Linked DNA regions of Triticum aestivum: region 2 is linked to region 1. A link is a contact called in public Hi-C data. All regions are on one chromosome and are shown on one strand. Each heading gives the region's core, a stretch centred on a gene start, on an enhancer-like site or on the middle of the called end of the contact. The rest is flanking DNA. Distances are from core to core; before and after follow the strand shown.

Region 1 (5,982 bases), core at 2,048-4,547:
CTCTCCATAAGATCAATATGATATTTTTATTTCTTTTTATTCTTTCTTTAATTCCCTCCAGATCATAGCAAGATAGCAAACCCCTCAACTCAAAACTACTCTTTATTATATATAACTCACGGACTCGATTACATAGATAGAGATCAAGACAAAACTCAAAGCTAAATCATACTAAAACTTTATTCTACTGGATCAAGATATAACCAAAAGGATCGAATTAAAAAAATGATAAAGATAGAAGTGTGATGGTGATACGATACCGGGGCACCTCCCCCAAGCTTGGCAATTGCCAAGGGGAGTGCGCATACCCATGTATTTATGTCTCTTTCTTCGGAGGTGGTGATGATGGAGTTGTTGATGATGTAGACTTGTCGTCCATCTTCCAAGGCATAGGCTCACCATCATAGAAAAATGGATGAGTCTCCGGGATCCTCAAATCTGCAACCAAACTCATCCTCTTGAATCTATATTCACACTCACAGTTTTGATTTTGCAGGTCATAGATCTAGGCCTGGAGGTGCTCGATTTTCTCGTGAAGCTTGAATATGGCCTCCCCGATGTTCTTGGCATCCAGCTTGTGATTGTTGGTGAACTCCGCGATCATCATGTGATTGGCGTTGAGTCCACGTTCCACCATCCCTTGGCACTTGAAAACTTGTTGCTCCATTGCTTCGAGTCTTGTCTTCATGCTTCCGGTCTTCTTCGGTCCCTCAACATCGTGGATGTGAAGCACCCCCTCATGCATCTCAATGGTTTGAGGGTGTTGCAGCACCTCCGTGAGGTAAGGGTTGATGACCTTCTCGAAAAACTTGTCCTTGGGGGCGCTTGGAGACGTCATGGTAATCTAGATCTGTTTGAAAAACAGCTCGAAACAAAGACAAAGGATTTTCTCGTGGTACGGTGGTCAAAACCTTCGGGATATTATATAATGAATTTTTACCTACCAAAAGAAGTATTGTGCAAGAAAACGGAGTCTGGAGGGCACACGAGGTGGCCACGAGGTAGGGGCGCGCCCTCCACCCTCGTGGTTGCCTCGTGTCTCTTTCGGACTGCTTTTAATTTTCCTAATTTTTGAAATATTCCAAAACAGAGAAAAATTGCTATTAGAACAGTTTTGGAGTCGGTTTACTTACCGTACCGCATACCTATTCCTTTTCGGAGTCTGAAACGTTCTGGAAAGTGTCCCTTATATACTCCTCTGGTGTTACGGTGTCAATTATATTGGTTTCAACATTTATGGGAGTACCTGAGATATAATGTTTGATTCTTTGACCATTTACCACCCTCTGACCTGTGCCTTCGGCGTTGTTGATTTTGATGGCACCGGAACTATAGACTTCCTCGATAATGTAAGGACAGAACAACACAGAAGAAGATGTTGAAGGGTGTCGCACCAATAGCCAACCAATTGCTATCCTTGGTAGAAATACCAACTATTAAGATCCGAGGAGAACTAACAGATATGATGACACAAACTCTCACAAACCCTTCATCGGCGTCGGATCGGACATCATCGAGGTAGGAGAGACCAGAGAGACCTTATTCAAACATGCCATCATTGCCACCACCTCATCAACACCGCTAGGGAAATAGAACCTAAGAGAAAGACAAATGAAATAGGCGGGTTCCCACTCCTCTTACCGCCAACGAGGCCGCCGGATAGGACAAAAGGAGGGGGCCGAGGCAACGACGGCTAGGATTGGAAAAACTTAGTATATGCAGCAAAAATGCCCTTAACCTCATATGAGGGTAGAGGCCACACATTCGGTTCTCAATTCAATTCTTCTTTTTCCTAATACAAGCATGAGTTTTGCCGAATTATGTCAAGAAGAGGCAAGATAATCTTAGAGTAGAGCTATGCCCATTTCCAATAGGTCAAGTAGATCATTTCTTTACAATTTTTAGCAGATCTTTTTAAAAGATTCGCCGTCTCACGAGACGTTAGATCGAGTGGAGTGAGCGGCTGAGGGTCACCCTCTACCATTGTAACAAACCTCGTGTTGTGGTAATTTTCTGCAACACAAGTCATGTTGCAGAAATTTTTGCAAACATAGGTCAAGTTGCAGATTGCTTTTTTTGCAACAGACGCCTTATTATAGTTTTTTTTTGCAAAACATAGGTCATCTTGCAATATTTTTTTTGGAAAATGCTATCCCTCAGTCGACTGATGCACACGGAGCGCCCGCCGCCTGCGCAGCCGTCAGATCGATTTTGATTAAGCGCTCATGCTGGCCACCAGTCCCGTGCAACCAGTGTTTTTGCAACAAGCGTATTGTTTCAGAAGGTTTCTACAATAGAGGTCTTGTTTCAGAAAAAAAAATGGTTCGATGGTGAAGTTTTTTTCAGCAACAGGGTCTAGTTTTTGAAAGTTTCTGCAACAGAGGTCTTGTTTCAGAAAGAAAAAAATGGTTCGATGGTGAAGATTTTTTCTTCTGCAACATGGCTCTTGTTTCAGAAGCATATCCCTAGTTGCAGAAAGCGTCGGAGGAACGCCCGGTATTAGAGCATACAAGGCCAATCATTGCAACATGATGACTGTTTCGGAAACATAGCTCTAGTTGCAGAAATCACCAGAGGAGTGCCCGGTGTGAGAGCTCGTCGCCGTCGTGCTGGAGTAGAGGCAGTTGCTCGGGGTGCTGGGTCAAAGGAGGCGCGGCAACTCCGGCGGTCGGCGGCGCTCCACAGCCGAGGCGCTCAGGCCATGGCGGGGCCGTGTTGTCTCGGTGGACCTTAGCAGGCCTTGTTGCAAAGCCCCTGAGCGCAGCAAGCTAGTTGTTGCAAAGGTCCTTGGTTGGCTGGGACGGTAGATCAGATGACTATTTCTAGCAGCATTCGACGGCTGCCGAGGCGGCTGATCTAACCAGTTTATCACCTGGCGGACGTGTAGCACTGCCCATTTTTTTTGCATTAGAGCTTTTGTATAACTTTTTTTTGCAACAGAGGTCTTGCTGCAATTTAATTATTTTGTAACAGAGGTCTTGTTTTTTTTTTTGCAACAGAAGCCTTGTTGCAGAAATAAGAGATTGTGGGGAGCCAGGTCCACCATGTCACATAGGACGCGTGGTGTGCAACCAAGGCGGCGGATGCGAGCATGATAATCCGTTAGTTGAACTGTATCGTAGTGGTGGCCATGGGGCACGTGGCATGGAGAGAAGGCGGTTGACGCGGGACTATGATCCGTCGGGTGATTTATAGCGTTTCCCTTTAATAGGGGTTGTATGTGTAGAGGAATCCACGGAAGCGTATTCTTACATTGCACAAATCAAACAATGTTTACGCTTTCGAGGCAACGGAAGCCGAGCACGCAAACAGAGTTGCCCTTTGCCATGACCGGGAGACTCAAAGCCGACCGACCGACTTCACGCGGCGACTGGTCGAAGGTGGCACCAAACCAACTGCCGAAACCTGGTTCGAATGGGTTCTTCCTCGAGCAACGCCAGGGAAGCGGCGGCGGCGGCGCCACCGCCACCACCTCCTCCTCCTGCTGTGCCGCCGGCCCCTCTCCACGCGATGGACGCGGACGAGGACGACGAGAGCGTGAAGCAGCTCAACGAGTGCGCCGCCCTCTACCTCTCCCTCCAGGCACCGCCCTGACCCCCCCTCGCCTTCTCCCCCCTTTCCTGATTTCTGCTGCGGCACCCGAATCTCTTCTTTGCTCCATCATACCTTTGATTCGGCTCTTCCCTGGCTTGTTTGCAGGACTGCCTCGCCGAGTCCGACCGCAACTGGAAGGCCTGCCAAGCACGTAAGCACCGCCGCAGATTTTCCCCCCTCGTCTTTTCTTCCTCGTAGATGCCAATCCCGTTGCGGCTTACTGAGGTTGCTACCCACCCTGCTTCTGGGGCTAAGTTTGCTGTCCAATGGTTTGGAATTAGGCAAAACCTGGACCTGCTTTAAGTATCACGATCGAGATTCAGATTGAACTACCTTTGAAGCAAAAACTGTAAAGGTTGTTGTATGTAGTACAGATGTGAATTCAGAAATCCTTATAATTCCTCATTTTATAAAGTTCTATCTTGAAGAGAAGCAATGCTGTATGGGATAGAAGAAATGTTGATACCTTCTCTTGCTCTATCACATTGCCCAGTTTAGCGTTGTTATGGTCAGTACTAGCATACGAAATGCTGAACACTTTTCAAAAAAATAAAGAAATGCTGAAATGCTACCCAGAACCAGAACCATCCAAGATAAATCATGAAGTAACGACGTCTTCTGGCATGTGTGGTGCCAGTTATATGACTACATGTGCTGAAATTCATCATGTTTGTGCTTGACAATAACGTGTGGCATCCTACATTCAATTTTTAAAAGAAGTTGATCATGCATGAGGCTTTCTCCCATGTTCATCAGCATCAGGCATTAAGATTAAATTTAGAACCCATCTCGTATCATGTTCGAGATTATATAGAAATGGTACTAGTAACAATAACTTGCAGCCACATGTGGTTTTATTGTGTATGGAAGATTTGTTGCCATAAGGTGATGTTCACTCAAGGGGCAACCCAAGGGGAGATGTTGCGATTTCAGGTACCTTATGTGGTGCTCAAATAAATGGACAAATGTAGCTTTTTTTAAGGAAGAAGAGAGGGAGGTTCCTGCTTTGATGGTTATATTCGTACATATTTTTCTGTTATCTTCTACACTAAATAACGTTCACAAACTGAAGTTGTCATCACTTCAAATTCTTAGATGTGATCTAACCAGCCTTTTTGTCACCTCCGGTCAAATGCAGATGTTCAAGCCTTGAAAGCATGTGAGGCGAGCAGAAACAAAAATCAGGAAACATGAAATACTTTCATGCACCTTCGTACAGGTACATAAGCATACTACATAACCACATATACATTATTGTCAAGCATAAACATGATGAATTTGCTTTCGTATCTAGTACTCCCTCCGTTCCTAAATATTTATCTTTTTAGACATTTCAAATGGACTACCATATACGGATGTATATAGACAAATTTTAGAGTGTAGATTCACTCACTTTGCTCCGTATGTGGTCAACTTGTTGAAATCTCTAGAAAGACAAATATTTAGGAATGGAGGGAGTACATGAGTAAAGCTTATGAAACCTAGTAGTGCACTTTGTTTCCAAATATTATGCTATTGCTTTTGCTGTTGGCATCAAACTGAAACTGTATATTTGCTTTCATATCTCAGGCTGCATGCTGAAGGCATCTCACACATATCATCTTCGTGAAGACAAAAGCACAACGTGTTGAGTTCTCAGTTGTCGATGGAGAATATTTGCAACATCACAAATTGTAGTGTGCTTTGACCGAGGCATGGACGATCATATTGCTTTTATTTGCAACAACTACTGCACTAGATTGGATGTTTCAAATATTACTTGTCATTTCTAATAAATGTCGGCAGTTTTGATATATTTGCCAAACAGACTATTAACGCGAATCAAAGTATTATTGCTGCACAGGAACTGGTTTATTGCGGATAATCACTAAGATAATATGTTGGGCACAAAGGGAAACAACGTCAGCTGCATTCTTCAGGCGGCTTTATTTTTAAATGTACAGCTCACTATTAATTTCCACAGGGAAAACAAAACCTAGAATTTACACATGTAACAGTATATACTGCCAATATTAGCAGCAAGCATCGGTACTTGGGGCTTGCATTATTGACAAAGTACTGAGTTTCTGACATCCAGTAGTCACTATGATGGTTGCACAAAAGGTTTTGTTTCCATTTCTCATATAGATGTTCATCAGCTCAGTCAACTAGCCTCTTCAGAGGCCGGAACGAACTTGAGTGAGATACTGTTGACGCAGTGTCGCTCATCAGTCGGCGTGTTGAACCCCTCCCCTTTGAACACATGCCCCAGATGTCCTTCACAAGCAGCACATGTGATCTCAATGCGCCTCCCATCAGGATCCGCCTATAGAGTATTAAGCGAAGAAATGTCACCGCCGTCAGCATGAGGGCATGGAATGCATAGAGGAGAAGAAAGGCATCGGTTCC
Region 2 (5,982 bases), core at 1,374-3,873, 850 kb after region 1:
CGTCGACAAACGATCCATGCACTGGATAGACTGGAAATCGCTTTCAGCCCCAAAGTGCAAGGGAGGGATGGGTTTTCGTGATCTGGAAACGTTCAATATCGCACTTCTGGGAAAACATGGTTGGCGGCTTATTACGGATCCGAATTCTTTATGCTCTAGGGTTCTCAAAGGCCGCTATTTCCCAACTGTTGATTTCATGCATGCTACTGTGCCGAATAACTCCTCAGCGACCTGGCGAGGCATCATAGCAGGGAGGAAGGCACTTGAAGCTGGAATAATAAAGAGGATTTGCGATGGACCTCTATTAATGTTTGCACTGACCGCTGGTTGCCTGGGAAACTTTCCTTGCGTCCGTCAGTTCAGATTGGTGATGCTACCATCCACACCGTTTCCGACCTAATCGACCATGAAAATTGGAGTTGGAGGACGGAATTAGTGAGAACAAACTTCATACCACCAGATGCAGATGCAATACTGAACATACCACTCAGACATGGTGGAGGTGATGATTTTTGGGCGTGGGCTTATGAGAGATCCGGGACATATTCTGTCAAATCCGCGTATCGTGCTCTAATGACTCGTAACGAACATCAAGTTCTAGAGGAAGGGGCGATCACTGAAACTTCAGAGACTGACAAACAGATGTGGACACGGCTATGGAAGCTCAAAGTTCTGCCCAAAGTTAGGGTTTTTTGGTGGCGCGTTCTCCGAGGTATCCTACCAGTGGAATCCACACTGAAATACCGACACATTGCGACTGAGGCTCGATGCCAAGTATGAAAGGGCGCAGATGAGGACATGTTCCACGCACTCATCAAGCGCTCTCATGCCCGCAGCTTCTGGTCAGAAGCTTGACCGTGGCCGGATATCAAGTTACCAGAACTCCACCCCCTCACGTGATGCAGGGACATTCTGTGTGACTCTCGATTTGGGGAGGAGGATCGGGCTAAGATAATCACTGTCATGTGGGCTATATGGACATCCCGCAACAATATAACACATGACAGGGCTAGTCTGGATCCGGTCCAATCTTTAAAACGTATCAGAGAAACCATCATGCTATTAGAGCTACCGATGGAATGCACCGGACTCTACCTGGCTATGGGTGGAGATCACCGGATTCAGACTACATCAAGATCAATACGGATGGTAGCGTCTCTCTAGCTGAAAACAGAAGCGGGGCGGGAGGTGTTGCACGAACCTCCTCCGACTTCATTGCTGCCTGGAGCAAGCCACATGAGAACATCACGGATCCACTAATCGCAGAAGCTCAGGCCCTGCGAGATGGTGTCATCTGCGGCAAGCTCCGGGGTTTTTCGCGGGTGATCTTCGAGGTTGACTGCTTGGAGCTGGTTCAGCTCTGGAACTCGCGATAATTCTCGCGCTCTCTCATAGCGCCTATCCTTCTCGAAATTGGAGGGCTAGCCTCCTCAATTGCTTACTTTGATATTATTCATGTAACGCGACAGTCTAATATGTCAGCTCACCTGTGTGCGAAACATGCAAGCACTCTAGGTGTGTCTGACTGTTGGATGAACTCACCCCCGGTTTACTCGTGACCAGCCTCATGGCCGATCGTGCTGGAGCTCAGACTGAATGAATAAAGCTCAATGATTCCCGCAAAAAAAAAAAAAAAAACAGAGCCGGAAAACCGTTGAAAAATCCAAGTAGCCGCATCAAGGCCGGCAGCGGGGCTAGATCGGGGCCAAGACGCCACAAACGGGGCTTGGAAAATCCAAGTCCGTGCCAGCTAGCCGTGCGCCTAATGAACAGGACAAGGCTGGGCCTGTCAGTTTTTTCTCTAATGTCAGGGTTTTGCTTAATCAAACCTTATTATAGCACTGAAACGTAGTAGTGTGAGTAATCTAACCTGGGCTTTTCTCTCATGCCTTCTAAACCGCGAGGCGACGTCCACGTACGCGCGTACATGTACATGCGTCCACGATTTGGTGCACCTAACAGTTCGTCGTCCAGTTCTTGTGCCGCGTTTAAAAGAAAGCGGCCAAAAACGCAAAAGAGAGAGAGGACAAAAGGAACTCTCAATTCTCGCGCATCCAAGCACCCCGAGACCGTCCAAAACAATAAATAAAACAAACAGACCAGGAGAGAGAGGAAAAAATAACTATATTGGCAGCTTAGGCTGGTCACAGTGGGAGGAACTTAGAAGTAACATCACACACTCCAATACAATTTTACTTATGTGACACATATTTAATGAAGAGAGAGGTGCTTGTGGTAACTAGCTAAATTACCGGAACATCACATACTTCAAGAAACAATGAGTCTATAACCTAATAAATACATCGTTGCATGACACTACATAGATATTCCTACCCACTATGAGGTAGTAACATAGTCTAAGGAAGTGTGAAGTTACTAGCTTATGTTTTTGCCCATTGTAACCAGCCATCCATGCATCCATCCAAGAACCCCGAGACCGTCCAAAACAATAAACAAAACAAACAGACCAGGAGAGAGAGAGGAAAAAATAACTATATTGGCAGCTGAGCTAGGGGCAAGTGGGGTGGGCCCCGCACACGCAAGTTTTACTTTTTGAGCCGCCCGGTTTTGTCGTCTCCCCCGTCCGCTCCCCTCCCCCGTCCCCTATTTCCATTGCCCCCCTCCCCACCCCCCTCTCCCCCTTCCTACTCGTCTCCCTGCGCTTCACGCCACAGCTCACCAGCGCGCGCGCTCTCTCTGAACCTTTGGCGAGCCTCGTACGCCCTCGCACCACTGTGCGCGACTGCTTGCCCGGCTTCTCGTGCCCGCTAGGGAGGGAGGGAGGGGGGATTCGGAGCCGGAGGAGATCGCCGGCGGCTGGGCTCCTGCCGGAGGACTCGGCGGGCGGGATCCACCTCGCGCTTCTTGGAGGCCCCCATGCCGTGAGCGAAGCAGCCAGCGCCATCCTTTGTTCCCCGGGGAGATCTTGCTCCTGCCTGCAGCAGCTGAGAGCCGAGGGCCGACACCGAGAGGAGGCACCGCCCGCCGACATGGCCGGCAGCGACGAGGTCAACCGCAACGAGTGCAAGGTCCGTCCGCCCGTCCTCCTCCTTGGTTTGGCGCTTCCCGCGCCTGTTTCGGGGCACTAGCGCCGCATGTGCAGGCCTCCGTCCTTGCGCTTGTGTTTGGGTTCTCGTTTTCGGGCCTTCTTCTTCCGTGTGGGCGCCGCCGCCCGCGCGATTCTCGATTTGTGCCGTGCCCCCGCCAACGCCCCGCCGCTTTACGGCTGAGTTGAGACGGTGGGAGGGGATTTGGGGCCTGCAATTTCTCTCTCGGTCCGTCGCTGCCTTTGTTTCCCCTTTGGGCTCAATCCCAATTTTATTCCCCTCTCGCCTGCCTCGGTTGTTTTAGGGGGGTGCCCGGGCGATACTAACACAGCTACCCAACAAGCAACAAATCATTCATCCACATCCATCCAGCCAGCCGTGTGTGTGCGCGCGTGCCTTTGCCGCAGAGCGCCAGCCCAAAGCTTGCATCTTTTCTAGCAAGACGCGACCGAAAGATGGCGCCTCGCATTGCGCTCCTGTCCGTGCGCAAATCAGCAAAGAAATAGGAGGATTCCTTTCGTTTCGTTTCGTTGAGACGTTTGATTGTGTTTTTCGTTGGTGGTCTCGCTCTCACACTGTTGCTGCTGGGTTTGTCGTGCTGTGCAGACGGTGGTGCCGCTCCACACATGGGTGCTCATCTCCAACTTCAAGGTGTCGTACCACATGCTCCGCCGCCCCGACGGCACCTTCGAGCGCGACCTCGCCGAGTACATGGACCGCCGGGTGCCCGCCAACCCCAGGCCGGTCGAGGGCGTCTCCTCCTTCGACCACTTCATCGACTTGTCCGTCGGCCTCGAGGCGCGCATCTACCGCGCCGTCGCCGGCAACGCAGCGGGCGCCGCCGAGGGCGCCGCCGCGCTCACCCTGCCCATCCTCGAGTTCCTCGGCGGGGCGCCGTCCCCGGACCCGCTCCCGGTGATCATCTTCTTCCACGGCGGCAGCTTCGCGCACTCGGCGTCCAGCACAACCATCTACGACAACCTCTGCCGCCAGTTGGTGAAGCTGAGCAAGGGCGTGGTGGTGTCCGTCAACTACCGACGCGCCCCGGAGCACCGGTACCCGTGCGCGTACGACGACGGGTGGACCGCGCTCAAGTGGGCCCAGGCCCAGCCGTTCCTGCGGAGCGGCGAGGACGCGCAGCTCCGCGTGTTCCTCGCCGGCGACAGCTCCGGCGGCAACATCGCGCACCACGTGGCCGTCCGCGCCGCGGAGGAGGGGATCAAGATACACGGCAACATCCTGCTCAACGCCATGTTCGGCGGCAACGAGCGCACCGAGTCGGAGCGGCGCCTGGACGGCAAGTACTTCGTCACGCTCCAGGACAGGGACTGGTACTGGAAGGCGTACCTGCCGGAGGACGCGGACCGGGACCACCCGGCGTGCAACCCGTTCGGGCCGAACGGGCGGCGGCTCAAGGGCCTGCCGTTCGCCAAGAGCCTCATCATCGTGTCGGGGCTGGACCTCACCTGCGACCGGCAGCTGGGCTACGCGGAGGGCCTCCGGGAGGACGGCCACGACGTGAAGCTGGTGCACCGCGAGAAGGCCACCATCGGCTTCTACCTGCTGTCCAACACGGACCACTACCACGAGGTGATGGAGGAGATCGCCGAGTTCGTCCGAGCTAACCTCCTGTAGTACATACACCAGCCCAGTCGTCGTGGATAAGCCCGCCGTCCGTCCCGACACAATCAAATACGTACGTACTACGTACTACTGCCTATAGGAAGCTAAATGGTAAGCTTGACTTATACTAGTATCTCTTATACTACCGCCGCTGCCGGTGGTGCTGCTGCTTGGGGATGTCATCTTGGAGCCCGGCAATGGCTTCTGGCAAGTGATCTCTAGACTCCAAAGGGGATCCCCATGTCCGTCTGTCTGTCTGATGATAAAACTCAATGGCTCGTCCTCGTCGGAGCGAGGGAAGCCATTGTCGTCCCACTAATTGTTCCGCCGATCGGCTCGGTCGGTGGGATCCTTGGTTCTCTGATCTGTATCCATCCATGTGTTTGCCTGGGGTTAAGACAAGAGAGAGAGTGCCTTCGCTCCAGCATGTACCATTTGACATTGGTTGATGGAGAGGAGCATATTATTTCACCTTCATCCTCTGTTGCTGCCGCTGCTTATTATCTATCCTTGAGGGAAGATCTATCTAACGTTATGTGTACAGTGATCGATCAACGGGGAGAGTGTCCGTCTTTTGTTGCTGTTGATGTGGTAGTTTCTTTCTTGTGTCGGCTACGGGTTGGATTGGATTGGATTGGATGGTGCTCTCTCAGCTCACTCTCGTCCAATCCGTGCATGTGAAAAATACGGCTATCTATCTATCTAGTAGTATCTATCTATCCTGTGTGGTGATATATGCTTCTAGTCCAGTCCAGACAGTAGTAGTCTAGGCTAGCAGTATAAATTCTCTTCCAACTTTTTTGTATCTTTCTCTCCCTTTTTGATTGTTGTACTCTGATGATCCTTATGTATACACATGTTTGGACTTTGGACTGCGAGTGCTGTAACGCGTGTGCTTGGTTGATCCGTCCATTCCGGGTTTTTTTCCCCCTCCACATGGGTGTCGGTGAAGAATGTGGTACTGGTAAAAGAAGACGATGCCAACATTTCGAACCAATTATGTTGGATATGAAAGGTTGTTTCCCTTTCTTTGATTTTCAAATACTACTAATGCAGAGTAGCACGGTACTCTTGTCGTAGGGCTTTGGTTTGAGGTGATGATGATGGCCGTTTTGTCCATTGCTCCTCGCGCCACGTGGCGTCGTCCCTGCGTGCCTCTAGGCGAAATTGGGGCAGCTACCCTAATTCTGTGGCGGGTACTTGGGTGGAACCAGGTATGGAGGAGGTGGTCTGTCGGCGATCGGAAAGTGATCTGTTGCGTCCCGTTCCGGTGGGCACTGCGTTGCGTGCCCCCGTTGCAACGCGAATGGAC

What was found. Hi-C and Micro-C count contacts between places; a contact is called where the count stands out from the background.
Region 2: a Hi-C map of leaf shows a contact between it and region 1, with 4 times the contacts expected there. The contact joins the promoter of LOC123132455 here to the promoter of LOC123132446 in region 1. A contact is called at or near these places in 2 of 5 Hi-C or Micro-C datasets (both in leaf).

What each region holds. Positions count from the first base shown.
Region 1 is chr1B:471,956,324-471,962,305 of IWGSC CS RefSeq v2.1, forward strand. LOC123132446 reads left to right here and starts at 3,298. Exons shown (of 4, transcript XM_044552239.1): 1 at 3,298-3,582; 2 at 3,700-3,745; 3 at 4,733-4,813; 4 at 5,164-5,387. The coding sequence starts at 3,415. The coding sequence ends at 4,788. It overlaps LOC123132440 (peptide methionine sulfoxide reductase B5), which reads right to left. Exons shown (of 3, transcript XM_044552234.1): 3 at 5,488-5,899. The coding sequence ends at 5,738.
Region 2 is chr1B:472,804,156-472,810,137 of IWGSC CS RefSeq v2.1, forward strand. LOC123132455 (gibberellin receptor GID1) reads left to right here and starts at 2,624. Exons shown (of 2, transcript XM_044552250.1): 1 at 2,624-3,029; 2 at 3,654-5,538. The coding sequence starts at 2,991. The coding sequence ends at 4,682.